Regions from separate parts of the Macaca mulatta genome. Here region 1 is linked to region 2. The links are chromatin contacts, called in public Hi-C maps. All regions are on one chromosome and are shown on one strand. Each heading gives the region's core, a stretch centred on a gene start, on an enhancer-like site or on the middle of the called end of the contact. The rest is flanking DNA. Distances are from core to core; before and after follow the strand shown.

What was found. Hi-C and Micro-C count contacts between places; a contact is called where the count stands out from the background.
Region 1: a Hi-C map of fetal cortex germinal zone shows a contact between it and region 2, with 1.7 times the contacts expected there. The contact joins the promoter of EMC10 here to the promoter of LOC114674079 in region 2.

The regions. Positions count from the first base shown.
Region 1 is chr19:62,864,611-62,870,527 of T2T-MMU8v2.0, forward strand. EMC10 (ER membrane protein complex subunit 10) reads left to right here and starts at 4,033. Exons shown (of 7, transcript NM_001194699.2): 1 at 4,033-4,180; 2 at 5,447-5,519. The coding sequence starts at 4,067. All of the region lies in intron 27 of MYBPC2 (myosin binding protein C2), which reads left to right. GARIN5A (golgi associated RAB2 interactor 5A) reads right to left here and starts at 3,920. Exons shown (of 6, transcript XM_015124655.2): 1 at 3,793-3,920; 2 at 3,653-3,790; 3 at 3,356-3,456; 4 at 2,853-2,983. The coding sequence starts at 3,910.
Region 2 is chr19:62,753,783-62,759,920 of T2T-MMU8v2.0, forward strand. It overlaps LOC114674079 (napsin-A), which reads right to left and starts at 4,694. Exons shown (of 10, transcript XM_028839443.2): 1 at 4,563-4,694.

The DNA of each region.
Region 1 (5,917 bases), core at 2,783-5,282, 110 kb after region 2:
AGCTGAGGTGGGATGATCGCTTGAGCCTGCAGAGCTGTGATCACTCCAGCCTGGATGACAGAGTGAGACACTGTCTCAAAATTAAATATGAATGAATGGACGAATGAATGAATGAATGGATAAATAAATAAAGGCCAGGCACGGTGGTTTATGCCTGTAATTCTAGTGCCTTGGGAGGCTGAGGTGGGAGGATCACTTGAGGCCTGGAGTTCAAGACCAGCCTGGGCAACATAGTGAGATTCCATCTCTACAACACATAAACAAAAATAAAGGCATAGTGTAGAAGAGAAAATATCTCAGTGTCCCGTACTGGCGTCAGAATACTGCTTTGTGAAAGGTTTTTAACTTAGGGGGGATTAATAAATGCTGTAAGTAATCTTGAATACATGCAGGTCAAAATCTGATTTGGCTACCAAATTACAAAAGCAATCTTTTGGACTTCAGAAGTGCAGAGAAAGAACTGTGGACCTTCATGTGTGCATGTGTGAGACAATGAGTTTGTCCTTCCTTCCTTCCTTCCCTCCTTCCTCTATTTCTCCCTCCTTACTTTCTTCCCCTTCTTTTCTCTCTCTTCTTTCTTCCCTTTATTTCTTTCTTTGAGAACGGGTCTCACTTCATTGCCCAGGCTGGAGTGCAGTGGTGTGGTCACAGTTCACTGCAGCCTGGAACTCCCGGGCTCAGGTAATCCTCCTGGCTCAGCCCCAGTAGCTAGGACCACATGTGTGTGCCACCACACCTGGCTAGCTTTGTAATTTTGATTTCTGTAGAGATGGGGGTCTCGCTATGTTGCCCAGGCTGGTCTTGAACTCCAAGCCTGAAGTAATCTTCCCACCTCAGCCTCCCAAAGTGCTGGGATTACAGGTGTGAGTCACTGTGTCTGGCATCTCTCTTTCATGAACTGTGAGATATGGTCAAAAAAGTGAAAGCCAGGCCGGGCGCGGTGGCTCACGCCTGTAATCCCAGCACTTTGGGAGGCCGAGGCGGGCGGATCACAAGGTCAGGAGATGGAGAACATGGTGAAACCCCGTCTCTACTAAAAATAGAAAAAATTAGCCGGGCGCAGGGGCGGGCGCCTGTAGTCCCAGCTACTCTGGAGGCTGAGGCAGGAGAATGGCGTGAACCCGGGAGGCGGAGCTTGCAGTGAGCCGAGATTGTGCCACTGCACTCCAGCCTGGGTGACAGAGCAAGACTCCGTCTCAAAAAAAAAAAAAAAAAAAAAAAAAAAAAGTGAAAGCCGGACAGGCATGGTAGCTCATGCCTGTAATCCCAGCACTTTGGGAGGCCCAGGCAGAAAGATCACCTGAGGTCAGGAATTCGAGACCAGACTGGCCAACATGGCGAAACCCTGTCTCTACTAAAAATACAAAAATTAGCCGGGTGTGGTAGCAGGTGCCTGTAATCCCAGCTACTCGGGAGGCTGAGGCAGGAGAATCGCTTGAACCCAGGAGGCAGAGGTTGCAGTGAGCTGAGGTTGAGACTCTGTCTCAAAACAACAACAACAACAACAACAACAACAACAACAACAAGTGAAAGCTACTGGCAGAATGTTTCTGTACTATGGGCACATAAACATTTCAGTGTTTGTAGCTGGAGTTGGAGCAGGAGCCTTGGGTGAGAGAAGGGAACAGCTTCTGCTGTCTATTTTGTGCTTGTTTTCTCATATGTTAGCATTACTTTTTCTTTTTCTCTTTTCTTTTTTCTTCTCTTTTCTTTTGAGACAGAGTCTCACTCACTGTCATCCAGGATGGAGTGCAGTGGCATGGTCTCGGCTCACTGCAACCTCCACCTCCTGGGTTCAAGCTATTCTCCTGCCTCAACCTCCCGAGTAGCTGGGATTACTGGTGCCTGCCACCACACCTGGCTAATATTTTGTATTTCTGGTAGAGACAGGGTTTCGCTATGTTGGCCAGGCTGGTCTCAAACTCCTGGCCTCAAGTGATCTGCCTGCCTTGGCCTCCCAAAGTGCTGGGATTACAGGTGTGGGCCACCGCACCCAGTCTGCATTACTTTTTCTTTTTTTTTTTTTTTTTTTTTTTTGAGACGTAGTCTCGCTCTGTCACCCAGGCTGGAGTGCAGTGGCCGGATCTCAGGTCACTGCAAGCTCCGCCTCCCGGGTTCACGCCATTCTCCGGCCTCAGCCTCCCGAGTAGCTGGGACTACAGGCGCCCGCCACCTCGCCCGGCTAGTTTTTTGTATTTCTTAATAGAGACGGGGTTTCACCGTGTTAGCCAGGATGGTCTCGATCTCCTGACCTCGTGATCCGCCCGTCTCGGCCTCCCAAAGTGCTGGGATTATAGGTGTGGGCCACCGCACCCAGTCTGCATTACTTTTTCAATGAAAAAATACGACGTAGAAGAGAGTATGGAGTGAGGCACAGGAGGGCTCAAGAACCGTGAGATCCGCAATCGTGACAAGCTTGGCGTTCCAATCCTGGCCCACTCTGGAGCCACAGTGGGACCCTGGGCAAATGGCTCCCAGCTCTCTGAGCCTCAGTTTAGCTCTTTGGAGGATGGGGCTAAGGGACCCCACCATGTGAAGATATGAGGTCAGAGGTGAGATCTCATGCACGGCCCAGGGCGTGCATGAGCAGGCCCTGTGGAAATGGTCATTCTCCTGACCCCTGCTGGGGCATGGCTGAGGACTGTCCCCTTCAGGTCTGTCTAGTCCCTGATTTCTGGCCCCTGAGGGCTGCTCTGTCCTTCTTCTCCCATGTAGATAACAGCTCAGGGAGGGCCGGTAGCACCGCCAGCTCCTGGCCCTGGGGGTGGTCTGGGTGAGGGGAAGTACTGCTAGGGGCTCAGGTGCCTGGAGCTGAGGGAGGAGGGGGTCTCGGCTGAGGTGGGGGCAGTTACCCGAAGAGTTGCAGGTGTCCATTCTCCTTGTCAGGGCCGGCCAGAAGCAATAGGTCTGGGAGCTCCAGGGCTGGACTGGAGGCTGCCACCCCCATGGTGACCTCGTTGGCAACTTCTCCCAACCGAGTCACCTGGGGCCAGGGGTCAGAGGTTAGGGGCAGGATAGATGTGCGGGCAGAACTGGGGAGGGATCAGAAATTAGGAATCTTGGTAGGGGAAAAGGTCATGAACCAGGTGAGTTGAAAATCAGGCTGGGGGCCAGATATCTTGGAATTAAAGGTCAAGAATCATATGGGTGTGAAGTTAGGGAAACTGAGGCAACGGAGTTAGAGGTTCACAAAGAATCTAAAGAACTAGAGGTATGGGGCATCAGTGGTCAGGTAGGAGTTGGGAGTCGGGAATCCCACGTGATGGACGTTATGGGGGAGCAGGGGCTTTCCAAGTCGGGAGGAGGTCGAGGGACAGGCCGAGGCTTGGGATGAGGGGGTTCTGGGGCTCCCTACCTGCACAAAGTTGCTCTCAAAGATGGGGAAGTCCCGCAACTGGTCGAATTCGCCGCTCTGGAGGTAGCGTTGGAGCCGTCTGGGACGGCCCGTGGGAGAGGCTGGAACCAGGAGGCATTTTAGCAGGACGAAGTCTGGGCGTCGATCCCGGGAGGCTGTGTCTGGCTGCCAGCCGGGAGGGCCCGGCACAGCTCCGCGCAGAGGACGGGGTATCAGATGTGCCTGAATTGCCGGCCCCAGCCTTTGCTTGGTTCCCTCACCAGGTCCAACCCCTCCAGGCCTGGCTCCGTCTCTCACCTGCCATCCCACCTGGTTCCACCTTGCCAGCTCCACCCAGGGCCGGCTTAGCGCCGCGATCCCGCCTCATCGCGATGTCCCCCCCCGCCTGGAGCGGAGGAAGGAGCCGAGGGAGAAAATGAGGGGGCTGGGCTAGGGCATTGTGACGTCATGATGCGGATCGGGTTTTATGACGTCACACAGAAGCGGGCTCCCAGTTTGTGATGACGTCCCAGGAGGGGGCGGCTCCTGGAGATCAGGCTAAAGGGGCGGCTCCATCCTGCTGACGTCAGGCCCCAGGAGCGGACGGGCGCCAGTGCGCAGGCGCTGGGGCCCAGCGCAGGCGCACGGGCGTCAGGATGCGGCCTGTTTCTCCCGGCGTGCTGCGCGGCTCCTGGCTCTCAGCCGTCGCTTCGCCGGTGGGAAGGAGCCGAGATGGCGGCAACCAGGGGTGGGGCGACCCGGCTGCTCCTGCTCTTGCTGATGGCGGTAGCAGCGCCCAGTCGAGCCCGGGGCAGCGGCTGCCGGGCCGGGACTGGTGCGCGAGGGGTGAGTGATCTTTAGCTGTGCATAGCGGGCGCGGTCTACGGATGTCGCGGGTCTTGGGTCTTTAGGTGAATTACAGACGAAAGGAGGCTGCGCAGGGCTAAGAGGGAAGAGGTGGGCGATCTCTGGAAAGCCAAGCCTCAGTCACGCACGCGCAGGAGGGGCCTCGCCAGTGCACCGGGTTGCAGCGACTGGGAGGGAAAACAAGAGCACCTGTTGGAAAGGCTCTGGCTCGGGAATATGTATGAGGGGGCGGGGCTGGGGGTGTGGAATCCTGGAGAGTCACGTCGGGGCGGTTAAAATGAAAGAGGAATGGTGAAGCCGGGCGCGGTGGCTCTTCTGTCATCCCAACGCTTAGGGAGGCCGAGGCGGGAGGATTGCTCGAGATCAGGAGTTCAAGACCAGTCTGGGCAACATAGCGAGCCCTGTCTCTACAAAAAATACTAATTAAAAAAATTAGGCCGATCGCGGTGGCTCATGCTTGTAATCCCAGCACTTTGGGAAGCCGAGATGAGCGGACCACTTAAAGTCAGGAGTTCAAGACCAGTCGGCTCAACATGGTGAAACCCCGTCTCTACTAAAAATACAAAAATTAGCTGGGTGTGGTGGCAGGTGCCTGTAATCCCAACTACCCGGGAGGCTGAGGCAGGAGAATCGCTTGAACCCGGGAGGCAGAGGTTGCAGTGAGCTGAGATCACACCACTGCACTCCAGCCTGGGCGACTGAGCGAGACCCTGTCTCAGAAAAAGAAAATAAGGAGTGGGAGGGGGCTCTTGAAGAGGTGGAGAGGAGTTTTACCTCCTGAATATGCACGAATATGCAGGTTTGGAGATTGGAGAAAAGGAAAGCATGAATCTTGAATATGCTTAATAGGGACTGAACTCAGGCTGCATCTTGGCTCTTGGGCTGTCAGGTGATAAGGAGGCCATTTGGATACTAGCATGAAAAAGAAGCCTCGGGAGAGGGAGGGTGTCATTTAATTCATGAGTATTTGTGGTGCAAGGCTTGGAATTGACCTTGGGATAGTTGCTTTGGCAATGAGGTTAGGCATGTTTGTAGGGTCTGGTTTTCTGGGGGTGAGGGAGTCCAGATTATGAATATTCATGAAATGGGTGGTTTCTAGTGAAATAGAGGCAAGCAGCAGTGATTAACCTGAAGATAAGGCTCCTCCTTCAGCCCACCCCAGTCTGTCTGTCCTGGGCTTTGTGGGTGACTGCCATGCTGAGGGCTTGGGTGGTTCTCACCTGGGGCCTTCTGTGTCCTGTGCAGGCTGGGGCGGAAGGCCGAGAGGGTGAGGCCTGCGGCACGGTGGGGCTGCTGCTGGAGCACTCATTTGAGATCGGTGAGTCAGGCAACGTCCTCTCTTAACATTGGTGCCCTGAGAAGTCAAGACTTGGAGTCCGGGTGCCTCCCGTCATATGACATTTACTAACATCCGTTTACTAACAGATTTGCCCCAGGTTGGGGGAAAGGGGGACATGAAAGAAGAGAAACACTGTCTTTAAATGTCCCCTTGCCTGTAAGACAAATCTCAGTTTTTGAAAGGTCAGCACGGCAGTAATAATGTCAGAGCCGACTTTCCCGATCAGTTGCCACGTGCCCAGCATTAGTGGTTGCACGCTTTGCAAGTATTAACTCACATGTCCTCACAGCAGCCATGTGAGGTGGTAGGTATTCGTGTCAGCCTCCTTTTCCAGAAGAGGAAATGGGCTCAGAGTAGGCACCACACAAGGTCTCATC
Region 2 (6,138 bases), core at 3,444-5,943:
CTCAGACCAAAGCATAGAACGTTTCCAGGCGGGGCTCAGTGGCTCATGCCTGTAATCCCAGCACGTTGGGAGGCCGAGGCAAGCAGATCACTTGAGGTCAAGAGTTTGAGACCAGCCTGGCCAACATGGTGAAACCCTGTGTCTACTAAAAATACAAAAATTAGCCAGGTGTGGTGGCGCACGCCTATAATCCCAGCTACTTGAGAGGCTGAGACCGGAGAATCACTTGAACCTGAGAGAAAGCGGTTGCAGCAAGCTGAGATTGCACCATTGCACTCCAGCCTGAGCAACAGAGCGAGACTCTCTCAGAAAAAAAAACAAACGACAACAACAACAAAAAAACATTTCCAGCTTCCCAGAAGGTCCTGTCTCACTGCCTCCCAGCCAGTGTCCCGCAAAAGGAATGAATACCCTGCGACCACAGTTTCGTTTTGTCTGTTCTTGAATGTCACATGCCAGGCATCATAGGACTTCTTTTGGGTTCAGTTTTTATCCCTCAATATCCTGTCTCTGCATGTCTTGAAAAGTCAGAGCATACAGATTTACTTTATTTTTCCCCAAAAGATTTCATTATGAAAATTCAGGCCAGGCATGGTGGCTCATGCCTGTAATCCTAGCACTTTGGGAGGCCAAGGCAGGTAGATCAATAGTGGTCAGGAATCAAGACCAGCCTGGGCAACATGGCAAAACCCCACCTCTACCAAAAATACTAAAACTTAGTCTGGCATGGTGGTGTGCACCTGTGGTCCCAAGTAGTAGAGAGGCTGAGGTGGGAGGATCGATAGAGCCCTGGAGGTGGAGGTTGCAGTGAGCTGAGATTGTGCCACTGCACTCCAGTGTGGGTGACAGAGTGAGACCCCATCTCAAAAAAAAAAAAAAAAAAGAAAAGAAAAAAAGAAAATTCAGACACTCAAACATAAGACAAAGTGGAAAGTATTTTACAGTGAACACACATATACCTCCTACCCAGCTTCCACCACTAACATTTGTCTGTGTTTGCTTTATCCTGTTTCTTTTCTTTTCTTTTCTTTTTTTCTTTTGAGACAGAGTCTGACTCTGTTGCCCAGGCTGAAGTGCAGTGGCGTGATCTCGGCTCACTGCAACCTCCGCCTCCTGGGTTCAAGCAATTCTCCAGCCTCAGCTGGGATTACAGGCACCTGCCACCACGCCTAGCTAATTTTTCTATTTTTCAGTAGGGACAGGGTTTCACCATGTTGGTCAGGTTGCTCTCGAACTCCTGACCTCAGGTGATCCGCCCACCTCGGCCTCCCAGAGTGCTGAGGCGCAGGTGTGAGCCACTGCGCCTGGCCGATTTATCCTGTTTCAATCCGTCTAGCCTACCCTGTGTCCCAGTGGTTCTCAACTAGGGGCTCTTTTCCCTGCAGGAGACATTTGGCATTGTCTGCGGACATTTTTGTCTCACCTGCTGTGGGGGGTGGGGGTGATGCTTCTGGCATGTAGTGGGGTGGAGGCCAACGATGTTGCTAAGCTTCCTGCCATGCACAAGACAGCCCCCCACCAAAAATTATCCAGCCCCAGGCAGGGCATGGTGGCTCATGCCTGTAATCCCAGGACTTTGAGAGGCCGGGGTGGGAGGATGACTTAAGCTCAGGAGTTCAAGACCAGCTTGAGAAACATAGCCAGTACAAACACATGTAAAACTTAGCCAGGCATGGCGGCATGCACCTGTCGTCCCAGCTACTCTGGAAGCTGAGGTGTGGGGATCGCCGGAGCCCAGCAGGTCCAGGATGCACTCCAGCCTAGGTGGCAAAGTGGAAAAAAAAAAAATCTGGCCCCAAATGTCACAGTGGCAAGGTTGAGAAACCTTGCTGTATTCATTCCTCAGCCCATCACATTTTCTTGATTTCAGAATAACCTGCAGACATGAGTATTCTTCAGTGCATATACTTCCACAAGGCCATTCTTTTTTTTTTTTTTTTTTTTTTTTATTGAGACGGAGTCTCGCTCTGTCGCCCAGGCTGGAGTGCAGTGGCCGGATCTCAACTCACTGCAAGCTCCACCTCCCGGGTTTACGCCATTCTCCTGCCTCAGCCTCCCGAGTAGCTGGGACTACAGGCGCCCGCCACCACGCTCAGCTAGTTTTTTGTATTTTTTTTTTTTAGTAGAGACAAGGTTTCACCGTGTTAGCCAGGATGGTCTCGATCTCCTGACCTCATGATCCGCCCGTCTCGGCCTCCCAAAGTGCTGGGATTACAGGCTTGAGCCACCGCGCCCGGCCTTTTTTTTTTTTCTTTTGAGAGGGAGTCTTGCTCTGTCACCCAGGCTGGAGTGCAGTGGCGCGATCTTGGCTCACTGCAACCTCCACCTCTCAGATTCAAATGATTCTTCTGTCTCAGCCTCCCAAGTAGCTGGGACTACAGGCGCACCACCATGCCTGGCTAAAGCCCATTCTTTTCTTTTTTTTTTGAGACGGAGTTTCGCTCTTGTCTTTTCACCCAGGCTGGAGTGCAATGGCGCAATCTCTGCTCACCGCAACCTCTGCCTCTTGGGTTCAAGTGATTCTCCTGCCTCAGCCTCCCAAATAGCTGGGATTACAGGCATGCGGCACCACACCCAGTTGATTTTGTATTTTTAGTAGAGACGGGGTTTCTCCATATTGGTCAGGCTGGTCTCGAACTCCCGACCTCAGGTGATCCGCCCACCTTGGCCTCCCAAAGTGCTGGGATTACAAGCATGAGCCACCATGCCCGGCCAAGCCCATTTTTTAAAATAGCTACATAGTATTTGAGAGTATTAATGTAACACTACCACACCACTTCCAGAACTGATTCTCTGCATAGATTGTTTTCCCCCTTTTAATGTAATAAACAATGCAGTAATATCCTTATAGATATTTTCTGCACATCTATTCCATAGCATCTGTATTAGTCCATTTTGCATTGCAATAAAGGAACACCGAAGGCGGGGTAATTTCTAAAGAAAAGGTGGCCGGGTGCAGTTGCTCACACCTGTAATCCCAGCACTTTGGGAGGCCGAGGCGGGCGGATCGCTTGAGGTCAGGAGTTGAAAACCAGCCTGGCCAACATGGTGAAACCCCGTCTCTACTAAAAACACGCAAAAAAATTAGCCGAGCGTGGTGGCAGGCGCCCGTAATCCCAGCTACTCGGGAGACTGAGGCAGGAGAATTGCTTGAACCTGGGAGGCAGAAGTTGCAGTGAGCCAAGATCGCCCTGCTACAGTCCAGCCTGGGCGACAGAGCAAGGCTCCATCTCAAAAAAAAAAAGAAAAGAAAAGAAAAGAAAAGAAAGGCTAGGTGTGGTGGGGGTGCGTTTGGGAGGCGGGGGTGTCATCCCAGCCCTTCGGAAGGCTGAGGCAGGAGGATCGCTTGAGCCTGGGAGTTGCAAACCAGCCTGGTCAACAAAGGGAGACCCTGTCTGTACCAAAAAAAATTTTTTTTTTTTTTTTGAGACGGAGTCTTGCTCTGCCGCCCAGGCTGGAGTGCAGTGGCCGGATCTCAGCTCACTGCAAGCTCCGCCTCCCGGGTTCACGCCATTCTCCTGCCTCAGCCTCCCGAGTAGCTGGGACTACAGGCGCCCGCCACCTCGCCCGGCTAGTTTTTTGTATATTTTAGTAGAGACGGGGTTTCACCATGTTAGCCAGGATGGTCTCGATCTCCTGACCTCGTGATCCGCCCGTCTCGGCCTCCCAAAGTGCTGGGATTACAGGCTTGAGCCACCGCGCCCGGCAAAAAAAAATTTTTTAAATTATCTGGGCGTAATGGCACACTCCTGTAGTCCCAGCTACTGGGGAAGGTGAGGCAGGAGGATCACTTGAGCTCAGGAGGCTGAAGCTGCAGTGAGCCGTCATCACGTGACTGCACTCCATCCCGGGCGACAGAGTGAGACACTGTCTCAATAGAAATAAATAAATGCAAAAATAATGGTAAAGATCCACTTTGTGCACTCCTTGCTCTGGGGGATTTTCTTGAAACAGTCGACCGTGTCTCTGATAACTGTCACCACCCACTTTGTTTTCTCAGTCAGAGCACTCGATCTGGGTGGGCCCCTTCAAATCGCCCCCCACGCTTTCCGTCTGCAGCACCCCATCCAAATTCACCCAAAGCGCCCTTAAGTAGTTTCTGAGAGGCCGTGCCTGCAAATTCCCAACTGGCCACAAGGTGGAGGTGTGGGCCTATTTTCCCAGCCAAGATTCCCCAGCCGCCACACCTGTTTCTAGAGCGGGACTCCTGGAACACCAGGCTATTTCCAGCTTCCCTGCTTCTGCCCTGGCGCTTCCCACCGCCTGGAATGCCGACTTGCTCGCTCTCTGCACCCAACGGGAAAAGGAGCAGAACAGAGGCTTCCTCCCTGACTCCCCTGCCCGAGGTTACTGGGACATCTCTTGCCGAACACGGCCTGGCCGATGGGACCTGGATCTCCCTATGTCTTGTCTCTCCGGGGGTTGTGACCGGGTCGGCCTCCACCATCAGAGGAGCACAGTCTCCAGAATCGCCCAACACAATCTTTCCCGAAGCCCCTCAGGAGGTGATTAGGTAAAGGATTGCCAGATTTTTAAACCCGTCATTTTATTTACTAACTAACCTTGTAATAAAGGAATTATCGCCCGCATTTTACGGGGTTGAGGGGGTGCTGCGGTGCAGAAAGGTTAAAAGGAGGCAGCCCAGATGCACTTGGAGGGGAATTGAACGTGGTTCTTGAAGCTGCAGACACCAAATAATCAGCCCAGATGCCTCGCATTGTCTCTGCCAGGATTACTTTTGCCCCTGTTCCATTGGCGGGAATCTGTCACGTGGTTACTCCTGGCTGCAAGGACGACCGGGAAATGTAGTCCAGTTATGTGTCTAAGAGTAAGGGACACTTTGTGTGACTCTCAGCCACTGTGGGCCACATCTGACCCCACAGGGGCTCAAATTCGGACCCGCGTTCCCTCTATGATCTTATATCGCACTTTCCCGAGGTCTCGCATTAATGTTTTTTTTTTTTTTCTTTTTCCCTTGAGGCAGAGTCTTACTCTGTCGTCCAGGCTGGAGTGCAGTGGCTGTGATCTCGGCTCACTGCAACCTGCGTCCCCTGGGTTCAAGCGATTCTCCTGCCAATTTTTGTATTTTTAGTAGAGACGGGGTTTCGCCATGTTGGCCAGGCTGGTCTCAAACTCCTGACCTCAGGTGATCTGCCCGCCTCAGCCTCCCAAAGTGCTGGGATTACAGGCGTGAGCCACCGCACCTGGCCTACTCAAAATATTAAACACAGGCCGGGCATGGTGGCTCATGCATGTCGTCCCAGCACATTGGCAGACTGAGGTGGGAGGATTGCTTGAGCCCAGGAGTTCCAGACCAGCCTGGGCAACACAGTGAGTCCGTTTCTATGAAAGAATTAGCCGGCTTGCTAGTGCATATTGGTAGTCCCAGTTACTCTGGAGACTGAGGTGGGAAGATCACTCGAGCCCAGGAGGTCAAGGCTGCAATGACCTGTGACCACACCACTCCACTCCAGCCTGGGTGGCAGAGTGAGACACTGTCTCAAAACAAAAGTTAAACACAGAGTTACTGCATGACCTAGCAATCCTACTCCAAGGTGAAATGAGAACATATGTCTACACAAAAACTTGTACATGAATGTTCATAGCAGCATTGCAGCCAGGAATAGAAACATCCCACCTGTCCATTAACTAGCGAATGGGTAAGTACAAGGTGGTATATCCGTATCATGGACTATCACTGTGCCATAAACAGAAATGAAATACTGATACATTCTACAATGTAGATGAACGTAGAAAACTTTATGCCAAGTGAGAGATGCCAGTCACAAAGAGCCACATATTCCAAGGATCCATTTATAGGAAATGTCCAGAATAGGAAAATTCCATAAAGTCATAGAATTTTTTTTTTTTTTCTTGAAACAGAGTCTTGCCTTGTCACCCAGGCTGGAGTGCAGTGGTGCCATTATGGCTCACTGCAACCTCAGCCTCCTGGGCACAAGCGATCCTCCCATCTTAGCCTCCTGAGTAGCTGTGCCTAGAGGCATTCGCTACCACGCATGGCTTAGTTTTTAATTTTTTGTAGAGACGGGGTGGGGGGGGTTCCCTATGTTGCCCAGATTGGTCTCAAACTCCTGGGCTCAAACAATCCTTCAGCATCGGCCTCCCAAAGTGCTGGGA